Linked DNA regions of Sus scrofa: regions 2 and 3 are each linked to region 1. Evidence: chromatin contacts called from public Hi-C and HiChIP or PLAC-seq data. All regions are on one chromosome and are shown on one strand. The core of a region is the stretch at or near the end of the contact, and the rest is flanking DNA. Distances in the headings are between cores, read along the strand shown. Region 1 has its middle 41 kb from the start of LCTL. Region 2 overlaps LOC106509074 (a long non-coding RNA gene). Region 3 overlaps SMAD6 (mothers against decapentaplegic homolog 6).

Region 1 (3,732 bases), core at 808-3,307:
GGATTTCCCTGTCTTGAGACAACATCTGCAAGAGAAGTTTGAGCCTGGATCATTGGGCAACCCAAAGAATTCAGAGGAGCTGTTTGTCTACTCCAGAAACTTCCATTCTGGTCTTGACACAGACATGCTTCTTCTAGGAATCTGGGGAGCTGGGCTGCTTGCAGAAGCATCTTGCATCCCCCCCGCCCCCGCCCCGACACCCTGCAGAGATCCCTGTGCCCACAGCACAAGGCGGGACCAAGGCCTAGGAATCCCAGCCCTTGATCACAGTCATACAGCAAACAGGGAAGAGGACAGGCCCCAGGATTAGTTCAATGCTTACCTTGTACATGAAAGCTTAGTTTGTTGGGTGACCTTGGGCAAATTACACACTGTCACTGAGCCTGTTTCTTCCATACAGGTCAAATGACATAATGTGTGCAGGTTGCTTGGCACGTGATAATGAGCTACGCCCATCATTGCTATTCAGGCAGATGTTTCCACTGTTACTTCTCATCCTCTCATGGCGAAGGGTCCTCATAGGCCCACCTCACAGAGGAGGATGCAGGATTTGAACAGCTTCCCACATAATGCACTAGTAACTGATCAGAAATCCAGACATTGGCTGTTTCAGGAAATGTACACTGAAGGCATAGGGGGCATAGAGGTGTGATGCTGGAAGCCTACCTTTATAATTTTTATTTAATTTTTATATAATCTTTGTAGGTTATACTCCATTTATAGTTATTACAAAACACCTGCTGTGTTCCCTGTGTTGTACAGTACAGCCTTGAAGCTATCTTGCACCCAACAGTTTGTATCTCTCACCTCCCATCTTTCTATTGCCCTCCCCATCACTGGTAGCCACTAGTTTTCTATGTGTATGAGTCTGCTTCTTTTTTGTTATGTTCACTAGTTTGCTGTATTTTGTAGATTCCACATATAAGTGATACCATATAGTATTTGCCTTTCTCTGTCTAACTTTTTTCATTCAGTATGATAATCTCTAAGTCTACCCAAGTTGCTACAAATGGCAATATTTCATTCTTTTTAATGGCTAAGTAGTATTCCATCACATACATTTATCACATCTTCTTTATCCATTCCTCTGTCAATGGACACTCAGATTGCTTCCATGTCTTGGCTATTGTGAATAGTGCTGCAGTGAAAGCTGGGGTGTGTGTATCCTCTTGAATTAGTGTTTTTGTTTTTTTCAGATATATACCCAGGAGTGGAATGGCTGGGTCATACAGTAGTTCTAGTTTTAGTTCTTTGAGAAAACTCCATACTGTTTTCCATAGTTGGAAGCCTATTTTTAGATGTTTCCAAAAAGAGAAAATATGGGAGGAAGAAAATGATGAAGCAAAATGGGACAGAATGTAAACAACTGATGAATCTGGCTACAGGTTATACAACAGGTTTTTTTTTTTTTTTTTTTTTTTGCAACTTTTCCATAAGTTTTAAATCATATCCAAAAAAAAAGTTTTAAAGCTCAACTATTTCAAAATTCTACCTAGTTTCATCTACCACACTCCCCGGGAGCTGATGAAAATCCCAGCCTCTTAGGATTCTTTGCTCCAGACCAGTGGCCCCATGCCCGGCTCCTCGGGGGAATGTGACTGCTGGCAACAGCTCTGCAATCCCTACACAGGAAGCCAGAGGTACCCCTGCCCAGCCGCCAGCATTGCTGAGGTCCCCCAAGCCTTCTCAGGGCCTCTCCTCAGCCTCCCTGTTTCCCAACCCCCCACCTCACTTCTGCCCAAGTCCTGGCCAGGCTGTGGTGTGAGGCCGAGGTGGGGTTTATTTATAAGTTCCCGCTGATTATGAATCACTGGAGGAACTGCCTGCAGACTGGAGACAAAAGTCTGGGGCCGCCTGACCAGGAGGAAACACTCTTTACATTTGACTTTCCCCTTGGCACAGGCCACCCTGCGCTTGGCCTGGCCAGGCTCTGCCAGCCCCTTCTGTTCTCAGAGGCAGAAGCGCATTTGCCGCCAAGTCCTGTCGGCCTGTCTGCCTTGCTGTGTAAACAGGACCTGGGGCTGGCGGCCCGGCCCCACACTGGAAATGAGCCTGCCTTCCGCAGCCCAGCCACTTCCTCCTCACATCCGGAGACTCCTCAGAGTTCAGATGAGGGCTGGTAAGCAGGAGCAAGGAGAAGCTGGAGTTTTTCTCTGCTGAGGTCTTCATCAGCCTTGATGAAGGATGAATGGGCCAACGGAGGAGCGGAGGACTCTTAGGCAGCTGTCAAAGACCAATTTAAATGACCCTTCCTCTGGAAAACCACCTCACCCAGTGTCTGCACCTCACTGTAATTTCTTTGTAGTTTAGTTATATTCAATGAACAAGTACTTAGGCTCCTACTATGTACCACATTCTGTGCAAGGTGCCTGTGAGACAAGGATGCATGGAGATATCTTATTCACATCTCATTAATTCTTTTGACTCAACTATAAGATTCTTAAGGGCAGACAGAGTTAACGTGTGATTCATGATTCACCTGATCCTGCAAAGTACCTGCACATAGCAGAAGCTCAAAAAATTTCTGTTGTATTGACCAGGATTAAGAACTGGGGCAGGCAAACTAGAAGGACACCAGGGGCCAGCCCACTCCTCTGCTAAGGCCCCTGTCCCCATCCTGCCTTGGCATTCTGTGACCTGGGAGCCGTATTCCTTCTCGGAGTAGCTTGGTTTCCCTTTATGAATATCTGAACCAGGTTTTCTATCTGAACAACTAATAATGTAGGGGATGTGACTTCAGAAGATGCTAGAAACCTCCCCCCACCAAACCTCACCCTGAAACATCTTCCCCACTCCTCCGAGATGTCACCAACTTTGAGACATTCCTCTGGGTTAAGCACTGTCCTCTCCAAGGTTATCCATCTGATCGTGACCCTCCCCTCTGGTGGGTAGTACCTCCAGGTGAAGGATGGGAGTTCTCTCTGGGTGGTTGGTATTATATCCCCATTTTACAGATGAGAAAACTGCAGCTGAGAGCAGTGACGTACTTGATCAGGTATAAGGGAAAGACAGGTTTTGAGTTCAGCTCTCAGAAGCTGATGCCCAAGATTCTTCACACAGAATTGAACTACATCCTCTTTGTCTGATGCCATGTCCCAGCAGGAGGAAAAGGGGGAAAGCGTCATCTTCTCAGAGGGAGGCAAGAATGGAAGTCAATTTCAGAAGCTTGCTGTGCCAGCTATTCCAGGCTGCACCCAGTGCAATCTTCCCGCCATGACATTCATTAATAACCCTATTTATAAGATGGGAAATTAAGGCTTGGAGAGGTTGTGATGGGCTCAAAGTCATCAGTCTAATGGTGGTAGCCAGGACCATTACTGGGACTCCAGTGCCATACAGAAAAGCTGGGCAGTCAGCCTAGGCAAGACTAGGAACTGCAGCCAGAGGGTTTTAGGGTAGATGGGATGAGGGACTTTCTTATGATGGAGAGTGCAAGAGAGGGGCAGACATCTGAAGGGTTTTTATTCTGGTGGCTTCTATTTTACCTGCCTCAAGGCTTTTGCAAGAGTTCTGCACAGATGTAAAAAGCAAGGCCTTTTCCTTTTCTCTATTGAGAAATTGCCTCCTCCATTGCCTGGCTCTGGAAGTCTCTGCAGAGGACTCAGGATTAATTACCAGAAGCTAAAATCCCATTCGCCTACTAGCTCAGGAGCCCCTGGTAAATCTGCCCAAGAGTCAGTGTCCTCATCTGCTCATCTGAAAAATGGGGATAATAAGAGGAATTCACAGAAC
Region 2 (3,732 bases), core at 849-3,348, 250 kb before region 1:
AACCACCTGCACTCAAACCCTGCTTCAGGGTCCACTTCTTGGGGAAACTGAATTACTTTCCTTGTCTGTAAAGGAGGAATCCAGGCTAGAAGGGGCTTCAGCCATCATCTGCAACAACCCCACTGCTGTATAGAAGGGGCGACCTGGGCTCCAAAGGAGGAGCTGCTGCCTCACCAGCTATAACGTTCCTCCACCTCGTTGTCCCCATGTCCAAGGAAAGCAGCCACTGAGCCTCACTGGCCCTGCCTCCAGCTAGAGTAAGGCCTTGGAGGCCAGGGGACCGGACAGCATAGGGGTCGGGCTCTGTCCAATGTGGGGGTATCACTAGGCCATGAATCCCCTGTTAGCCCCTACCCACAGCCTAAGTGGCCCTTCAGGGGTAGCCTGAGGATGGGGCCCTGTGGAAGAAACTACAGAGGAAAGAGAAGAACAGCAGGCCTGAGAGTCTCGGCCCCTTCACTCACTCCTTGACTTGATGGCCGCCCACCTCTGCAGGCCCCACTCCTCCACTTTGCATTTTTTTTTTTCCATTGTATGGCCACACCCACAGCATATGGAAGTTCCCAGGCCAGGGGTCAAATCGGTGTTGCAGCTGCAGCCTATACCACAGCCATGGCAACACAGGATCCAAGCCACATCTTCTACCTACAACTTCGATCTACATCATAGCTCACGGCAATGCCAGATCCTTAACCCACTGAGTGAGGCCAGCGATCGAACCTGTATCTTCATGGATACTAGCTGGGTTCATCACCACTGAGCCATGACAGGAAATCTGCTCACTTTGCATCCTATGCTTAGGCAAAGCTACACGAATGCCCTTTCTCGCCTTGAGCCCTCACATATGTCACTTCCTCTAGCTAGAAAGCGCCTCCCTCCCGCTCCCCTGGGCCAACTCCCTCCACCTTCAAAATAGCTCAGGCTTCTCCATCATCAGGAGAAGGCTTCCCTCATCAGGAGTCACCCACTGCTGGCCCCGCATGGGGTCTGGAACACCCCCCAACACCACACCCAGCCTGTCTTCTCCAGGGAACCACTATGATGAGTCTGGGCCATGTCTACCCAGAAGCCCTCCGAGGGCCAGACTCGGGCTCATGCTCCTTTTTATCCTCAGATGCTGGCTCTTTCAGCTCTAGAAAAACATCTGCCAAGTGAAGAAGTGTAGGAAGATCATACAAAACTTGTGGGCACCCCGGAATCATTGCCCTTTCTCTGTTGTCTCTTTTCTCTTGGTTGGTCTTAGATACAATGGAGACAACCAGAAGCTCTTACAGAGCAGTAAGGAGGCGGCTGGCAGAGCAGGGGAACAGCAGGCCAGCCAGGCTTGGTGGGAGAAGGAAGCAGAGGCTGGACAGGCAGTGGGTTCTATACTTACCCTACAGGGAGCCTGATGGGGAGACCAAGGCCAGGGATCTGGGACCCCAGACCAGCGTCTCGGAGGGCCAATTCTGCCACACTGCTGGCCTCCACGGGTCTCCATGCATGTCAGAGATGTGCAAGGAAGTGGCCCTGTGACAGGTCCCTCCCTGGGACGATTTCCTAAAAGTGCAATGATTTTTAAAAGCTTTTCTAGCTCTGGAATCCAAACAAAATCCCACCTAGATGTCCAACATGGAAATAACTGCCCTGGTCAAAGTGGGAGATATGCAGGGTGGAGTTGCCAGTCCTTTCACCAACCCCTTATCCTGGGGGGAAACCACTCAGAGATTGCCCTGGGATCCCATAGAGCTGTTTAGAAACCGTTTTCCAAGTGGCAAGAGCTGGACTGTGTCTGAGGACCCAGGTTCCTCTGCTACTTCAAGCTGTGTGACCTCCACCAAGCCACCCACTCTACCTCTCTGGGCATGGATTTCCACATCCCCACAATGGAGAAGATAACGTGTGCCTCACAGGGTGACTAAGAGGCTCCACAGGGTGATAACCAGGGAAGCTTTGCCTCTTACTGTGGGCACAAACACAATGTGTTATCAGGAGGCCCAGAAGGGCATGAGAAATTTTGCGTCATCTTCAAAGAGGAAGTCTTGCAGGCCCTAGGCCCTGGGCTGCAGAACAGACACATGGCTATGAGACTCGTGGTTGCCTTTCTTCCTGGAATTTCAGGCCCCAAGTGCTCTTGACACGCCCCTTGGCCCCAGACCTCATTACCCAGCCAGCTGGGGCCCTGGCACAGTCCTTGTTTCGCTTCCTTGGGTGTGGGGGTGGGACACATGAGCACAGAAAATTCCTCCCCTCACTACTCCACCAGCCAAACCCCAGCAAACCTCGTCCCCGCTCGGGACCGGGACCCCTGAAGGGAAATGGAGGCAGAGTATTCTGGCTCCAGGAATCAGCTAATGGAACCTTGTTAATTACTATGTAAATGACTTTAATAGCCTGGATCCCCTTCAGACAATTGTTTAGGGGCTTACCGCCCTAGACTGGGAAGATGGGGTCTCCGGTGAGGGGAACAAACAGCCTCTCCTTGGCCCAAGACCCCCATGTACAATTTCCCACAGGGCAGGAACAGATGCACAGATGGGCAACTGGAGGAAAAGATGAATTCAAATCTGCCCCTGCTCCATGGGATACTGAGTGTGACACTGAGATTCAGGAATCGAGATAACCTTGAAGGTCAGAACTGAAAAGGACCTCGGATGATCTCTAATATATCCTTACCCCTTTGCTGCATCCAGGAGAAACAGAAGCCCAGAACAGGAAAGTGACTTGTCCAAAGTCACACAGCAAGGTGACTGGACAGGCAGAGGTTAGAACACCAATCTCCCATCTCCAGCTCAGGGGCTCTCAAACTGGCACTGTGGGGTGGGTTTGACCTGGGTGTCCTCCTTTCAAACAACATATGCTGAGACTTCCCCAGTCTGCTGAGAAAAAAAAAAAAAGTCCATTTAAAGAGAAGCATTTTTTTGATTTTAAGTTCAACATATACTGTTTTTTTAAAGCAGTCAAAAAAACAATAGTGCGGGCTTGGGGCAGGGTCTTGGTTTGTCTGGCACTGACAGACATGATATATACTTTATTTTCTTCCATAAATGTGCTTTTGTATTACAGAATTAAGTATGTCAAAATGTCACAGTGTTCTATAATGGACACCATGAACACTCTTTTTTTTTTTTTTTTGCTTTTTAGTGCCTCACCCGAGGCATATGGACATTCCCAGGCTAGGGGTCAAATCGGAGCTACAGCTGCCAGCCTGTGCCACAGCCACAGCAACGCCAGATCAAAGCTGTGTCTGTGACCTACACCACAGCTCACAGCAACATCGGATACTTAACCCACTGAGCGAGGCCAGAGATTGAACCCGCATCCTCATGGATACTAGTCAGGTTCTTAACCTGGTGAGTCACAATGGGAACTCCATGCACGTGATTTTAACAATCCTCTGTCCTGAAAGAAATCCTCAGTCCTGGAACACTTATTTTTATCTCGATTTTCCAGTGGTGGGAAGGGAGAGAGATATACTAACAGACTTGCTTCAGGGCTACTGACTGATCTATGCTCTTTCTACCACACCACTTCCTATAAATATGTGTCAACTAAGAGTAAGTTCTATAGGAGAGCAGAGCTGGGAAGGGCGGTGGGAAAGAGTGAGGACAGTGACACTATAGGCTGCTGCCAGGATGCCAAGCTCATCATGGGTTAGGCGTGTGAGTATCTAGCAGGCTTCCAGACATCTCTCCGGGCTGCTCAGGGCACTAGCTCTTCTCTGCAGCACAGGCTGGACTTCAGACAGCAGGT
Region 3 (3,732 bases), core at 508-3,007, 140 kb before region 1:
CTTGTTCAGTGACTCAAAAAGAAAACAAACAAACAAATCTCAAAACAAAACAAACAAACAAAAAAACTGCCTAAAGCCCACGGTCATTTCATCTGGCAATGGGGGTAGATTTAATTTCTCAGGCTTGCTAAGTCTGTGAGGGCGAACGGAACAGAGAGCATGGCTCTCAAAGGAAGAGCCAAAGAACAGGGTGGGGAGCTGGTTTTCTTATGTGCAAAAGCTCTCAAACACAAGCCTCTTCTAACACCAGCCTGTTGTTATTTACCACAGGGCCAGTACCAGAGACCTCTGCAAGTCAAATACGCCTGCCTTATTTACGTTAAAGACACACTTTGGGATAACCCCCCCCAAATTAAAGTCCCAGAGGTAGGGGTTTTCAATTTAAAAATAATCCCTGTATTAAATCCTTCCCTTTAAAATATTCTTTTGTAACTCAGAGGTCCAAAATCCACGCCTCTTTAGTGAATGTAAAGTCCTACATACTGGATTTTCTTAAAGTGAGGGCTGCCTACATGATTCTTATACATTTCTAGAACAAGCAGGATTGCTTTTACAAGAAGCTAAAAGCTAATATTGACTGGAGAGATCATTAAGCCACAATTAAATACTAATATTTGCTGTTAAGAACACAGTAACATGAGATTTAAGCTTTTCCTGCAAAAATGTTGCAGAATGACCCAGGGCTTAGCAGAAGATCACCCCTGCAAACCCTCCCTGTTTGTGGCTGTGCTACTGTGTGCGGCTGACTCTGAGCTGTCCATACCCAAGCTCCAAGAGGTCTGGAAAGGGCTGGCTTATTTGATATGGGGCTGCAGTCCATCCAACCCTTGAGGCTAGCAGGTGAACAAGCCCCACAGACCTGTGCCCCATGCCTCAACCCCAAGTCCAAGACTGGTTTCCAGAGCAGAAAGAAGCCAAGCTTGGGTCCAGATACACAGGGGCACACAGCGCACGACTCAAAGTTAACACAGCAATAATGTGAGAGCGATCATCACAACAGCCAACTGTGCTTCTGTTTGGTCTTCTAGTCTCAAGGCTAATGTTTCAGTCAAGAGGGGCACACGGCTTGTGTGCCATGATCCAGCTGGTAATCCTTCATGTCTTCTAGGAAAGACAAGGGGTCCAGGGAGACACCTGGGTTGAACCCAACTGGTGGCAGTGCCCAGATGCCTTGAGGGACTGCCTTCCCCTCTGGAGGGCTCTTTGCAGCCACAGGGACCTGTATGACATGGAGAGGAAGGAGCGCCTTTCCTGAATCATGGGGGAGCCTGAAGGGGCTCTTGGGGAGGGGGGCTAAATACGCATGTGTGTCTACCTGAGCAAGCAGCACACACCTGGCATGTGAGGGTCCAGCAAACCTTAGCAGAGCTTTGCTAAGTGATGATCCTGCGGTCACTGTCACCCTATGGGAATCTAGCTGCTATTGGGCACTGTCTAGCCACACACCCCATCTCATTTAACCCCAAGAACAATCCTAGGAGGTGGGTAGAATCTTAACAGAGGAGAAAATTCAGGGAGGTTAAGCCCCCTGCTCGAGGTCATACAGCCAATTAGCAGACTCCACTCCCACTCTTCTTTCCATCCCTCCCACAGAAAGTGACACGCTAGGCACCCAACTCCTAGCCTATACTAGTTCCACCAGGCGGTCGGTGCCGTCTCCCTGCCATCTCCTACCAGTGCGACTCGCACCGCACCTCCTCCACCAAGCTGGCGCCGGCCACACTGCCCCTCACCCCTGCCTCCTCCCTTCCCCATGGGCACAAATGGCCCTGCAGGCCGCCAGCGTCTGCATTCCTGGAGCACATGCCCAAGTTGGGCCCACTAAGGAGGATCCAAAGTAATGCAGCCCATAAATCATAGCCATTGTGAATTTCCCTTTTAGCCACAGGCAAAGTCAAACTTTTCCTTCCCCCACTGTAGTTAACCGCTCTTGGTTCACTGTATCTCTCGCGGCTCTGCCTGGCCGGGGGCCAGCGCTCAATTATTAATTAATCTGGGAGGTGCAGGTTGCATTCTTGGCCACCTAACCACTTCCTCCTCGGTCAGGAACTCACAGGCCAGGCCCTTTTCGTTACATCAAGCGTCTCACAACATCCCAGCCCGATCTTGTGGCCGTAGCTGCCAGAAAGGACGCTTAAAACCAGAGTTAAAAATAACAGCAGAAAACCCAAACCCCCAGAAGTGTCCTTTCCCAATTCCATCCTGCAGGGCCAACCCAACCTGCGTGCAACTGTCACGGTCAAAGCACCGCATGCCTCGGTTTCTCATCTATGAAATGGGGCTATATTCTCCTGAAACACAAGCTGCTCTGAGTGTATAGGAAGGGATGGCCGTGAGCCCTCCTCTCTCAGAATTCTCACTAGCCAGAAAAAGAGACACCAAGACTTAAAAGAGGCAATCCAGAGGCTGGGCCGGGAAAGGTGCTGCCTCTGATTTCATTTGCTCGCTTTGTCCTCACTGGCTGAAGAAGGATGACAGGCAGCTGGGTGAATGGACGACTGGCGAGGCTACAGTCAAGTTCAGGTTTATTCATGCGGTTTGGGCGACTCTGGGGGTGAGGAAGAGGATGGAAGGGTGAGCCCCTCTTTGTCTGGGTCACATCTTTGGGAGGGCTTTGCAGGGACAGACACGCCGAGAAATGTGGGGATCCAGAGAACAAGGTGACCAACCTTGGTGTGAAACACAGCCCCCGTGACAGTGAGGTCCAGTTGTGAAACCAGAGTACAGTTGTCCTGAGACCAGTGCCAAACCCTTGGGCCAAGCAGGACCATTCATTCCTGATTAGAAATAATGCTGAAGGGTTGATGCCAATGCTAGCGGCATGAATGTCAAAGGTCAGCTGTAAGATGGGTGAAGGACAAAAACAATAGAGGGAACCTATCAAGTCATAAAAAGGATAAACATCTGTTGTGGTCGGAATGCTATCAAGTAAGTATCCTTCGGACACCTTCTCTCCTCCATGCTCCACTGGCCCTGTACCTACCCCATGGTAGGCCAAGCTCCCTTGCAGTGGCCCTGTCAAGCTCTGGGGACTCAGCTCCTGAGGGTATAGTCTAGGAAAGCTCTTTGAAACCTCATGCTTTATCTACTCCATAACCTGTCTGCTTTTGATCAGATACAATCTGTCCCCCAAGTCCTCCTGTAACATCGACACTCTGTGGAGCAAGGGACACTTTTGGCTTCCCTTATCCTAAGTGCTGAGGCTCTTGGCTAAAACATGCGTACCGCCAAGATAAATGGTCGTGCATATACATAAAGTCCTATTCATTAGGACCCATAAATCCAGAGTTTGTAATAATTCCGAAAGCAGCTGGGTTGAAGTTAAGAAAAAAAGTTTTGATAAACAAATGCAAAATATAAATAAGGTTCAGGAGAACTGTTTATCCTACTAGCACTGTATAAACAACTGGCATACCAATTACAAATCGCTCTTATCTGTTCACTAAAGCAGAGCTCCGAATGACCTCTAACAGGAAACATTATCCATTAGCATCACAGTCCATGGAATTCGAAGATCACACAACTTGGTTTCTAGTAACCTTTCCCGACCGCCTGAATTGTTTGAGGCATCCCAGAGTTGTCCGTGTCCCCTTTCTGTGAATCTAGAAAGGAAGCCATTGGGCAGCTGTGCCCCCAGCACCCCCCTGCCCCCAGGTCCTTCGGTGGGCGCCCGGGGAAGGAGTGGTAGCCCTTGGTTCCATAACATGCCACCCAGTTATTTCTGTGCCCATG

Evidence for each region. A called contact is a pair of places that touch in the nucleus more often than the background predicts. HiChIP or PLAC-seq counts read pairs in DNA pulled down with a chosen protein or histone mark.
Region 2: an H3K27ac HiChIP or PLAC-seq map of alveolar macrophages shows a contact between it and region 1. The contact joins two enhancer-like sites. A contact is called at or near these places in 1 of 47 Hi-C or Micro-C datasets (epiblast stem cells) and 1 of 2 datasets of contacts at active chromatin or transcription factors (alveolar macrophages).
Region 3: a Hi-C map of retroperitoneal adipose tissue shows a contact between it and region 1, with 1.8 times the contacts expected there. The contact joins two enhancer-like sites. A contact is called at or near these places in 12 of 47 Hi-C or Micro-C datasets (alveolar macrophages, embryonic fibroblasts, epiblast stem cells and 6 more) and 2 of 2 datasets of contacts at active chromatin or transcription factors (alveolar macrophages and skeletal muscle).

Annotation. Positions count from the first base shown.
Region 1 is chr1:164,579,411-164,583,142 of Sscrofa11.1, reverse strand. No RefSeq gene overlaps it. Among named protein-coding and RNA genes, the nearest start is that of LCTL, 41 kb to the right of the region's middle. Within about 2 kb of position 2,057, at least 41 of the 83 cell types and tissues checked have an H3K27ac peak or open chromatin away from gene starts, as enhancers often do. A contact at or near this core is called in alveolar macrophages, embryonic fibroblasts and retroperitoneal adipose tissue, where this site is marked.
Region 2 is chr1:164,833,412-164,837,143 of Sscrofa11.1, reverse strand. It overlaps LOC106509074 (a long non-coding RNA gene), which reads right to left. Exons shown (of 4, transcript XR_001306313.2): 2 at 2,656-2,855; 3 at 1,376-1,539. Among named protein-coding and RNA genes, the nearest start is that of SMAD3, 160 kb to the left of the region's middle. Within about 2 kb of position 2,098, at least 11 of the 83 cell types and tissues checked have an H3K27ac peak or open chromatin away from gene starts, as enhancers often do. A contact at or near this core is called in alveolar macrophages, where this site is marked.
Region 3 is chr1:164,718,051-164,721,782 of Sscrofa11.1, reverse strand. All of the region lies in intron 3 of SMAD6 (mothers against decapentaplegic homolog 6), which reads right to left. Among named protein-coding and RNA genes, the nearest start is that of SMAD6, 67 kb to the right of the region's middle. Within about 2 kb of position 1,757, at least 19 of the 83 cell types and tissues checked have an H3K27ac peak or open chromatin away from gene starts, as enhancers often do. A contact at or near this core is called in embryonic fibroblasts and retroperitoneal adipose tissue, where this site is marked.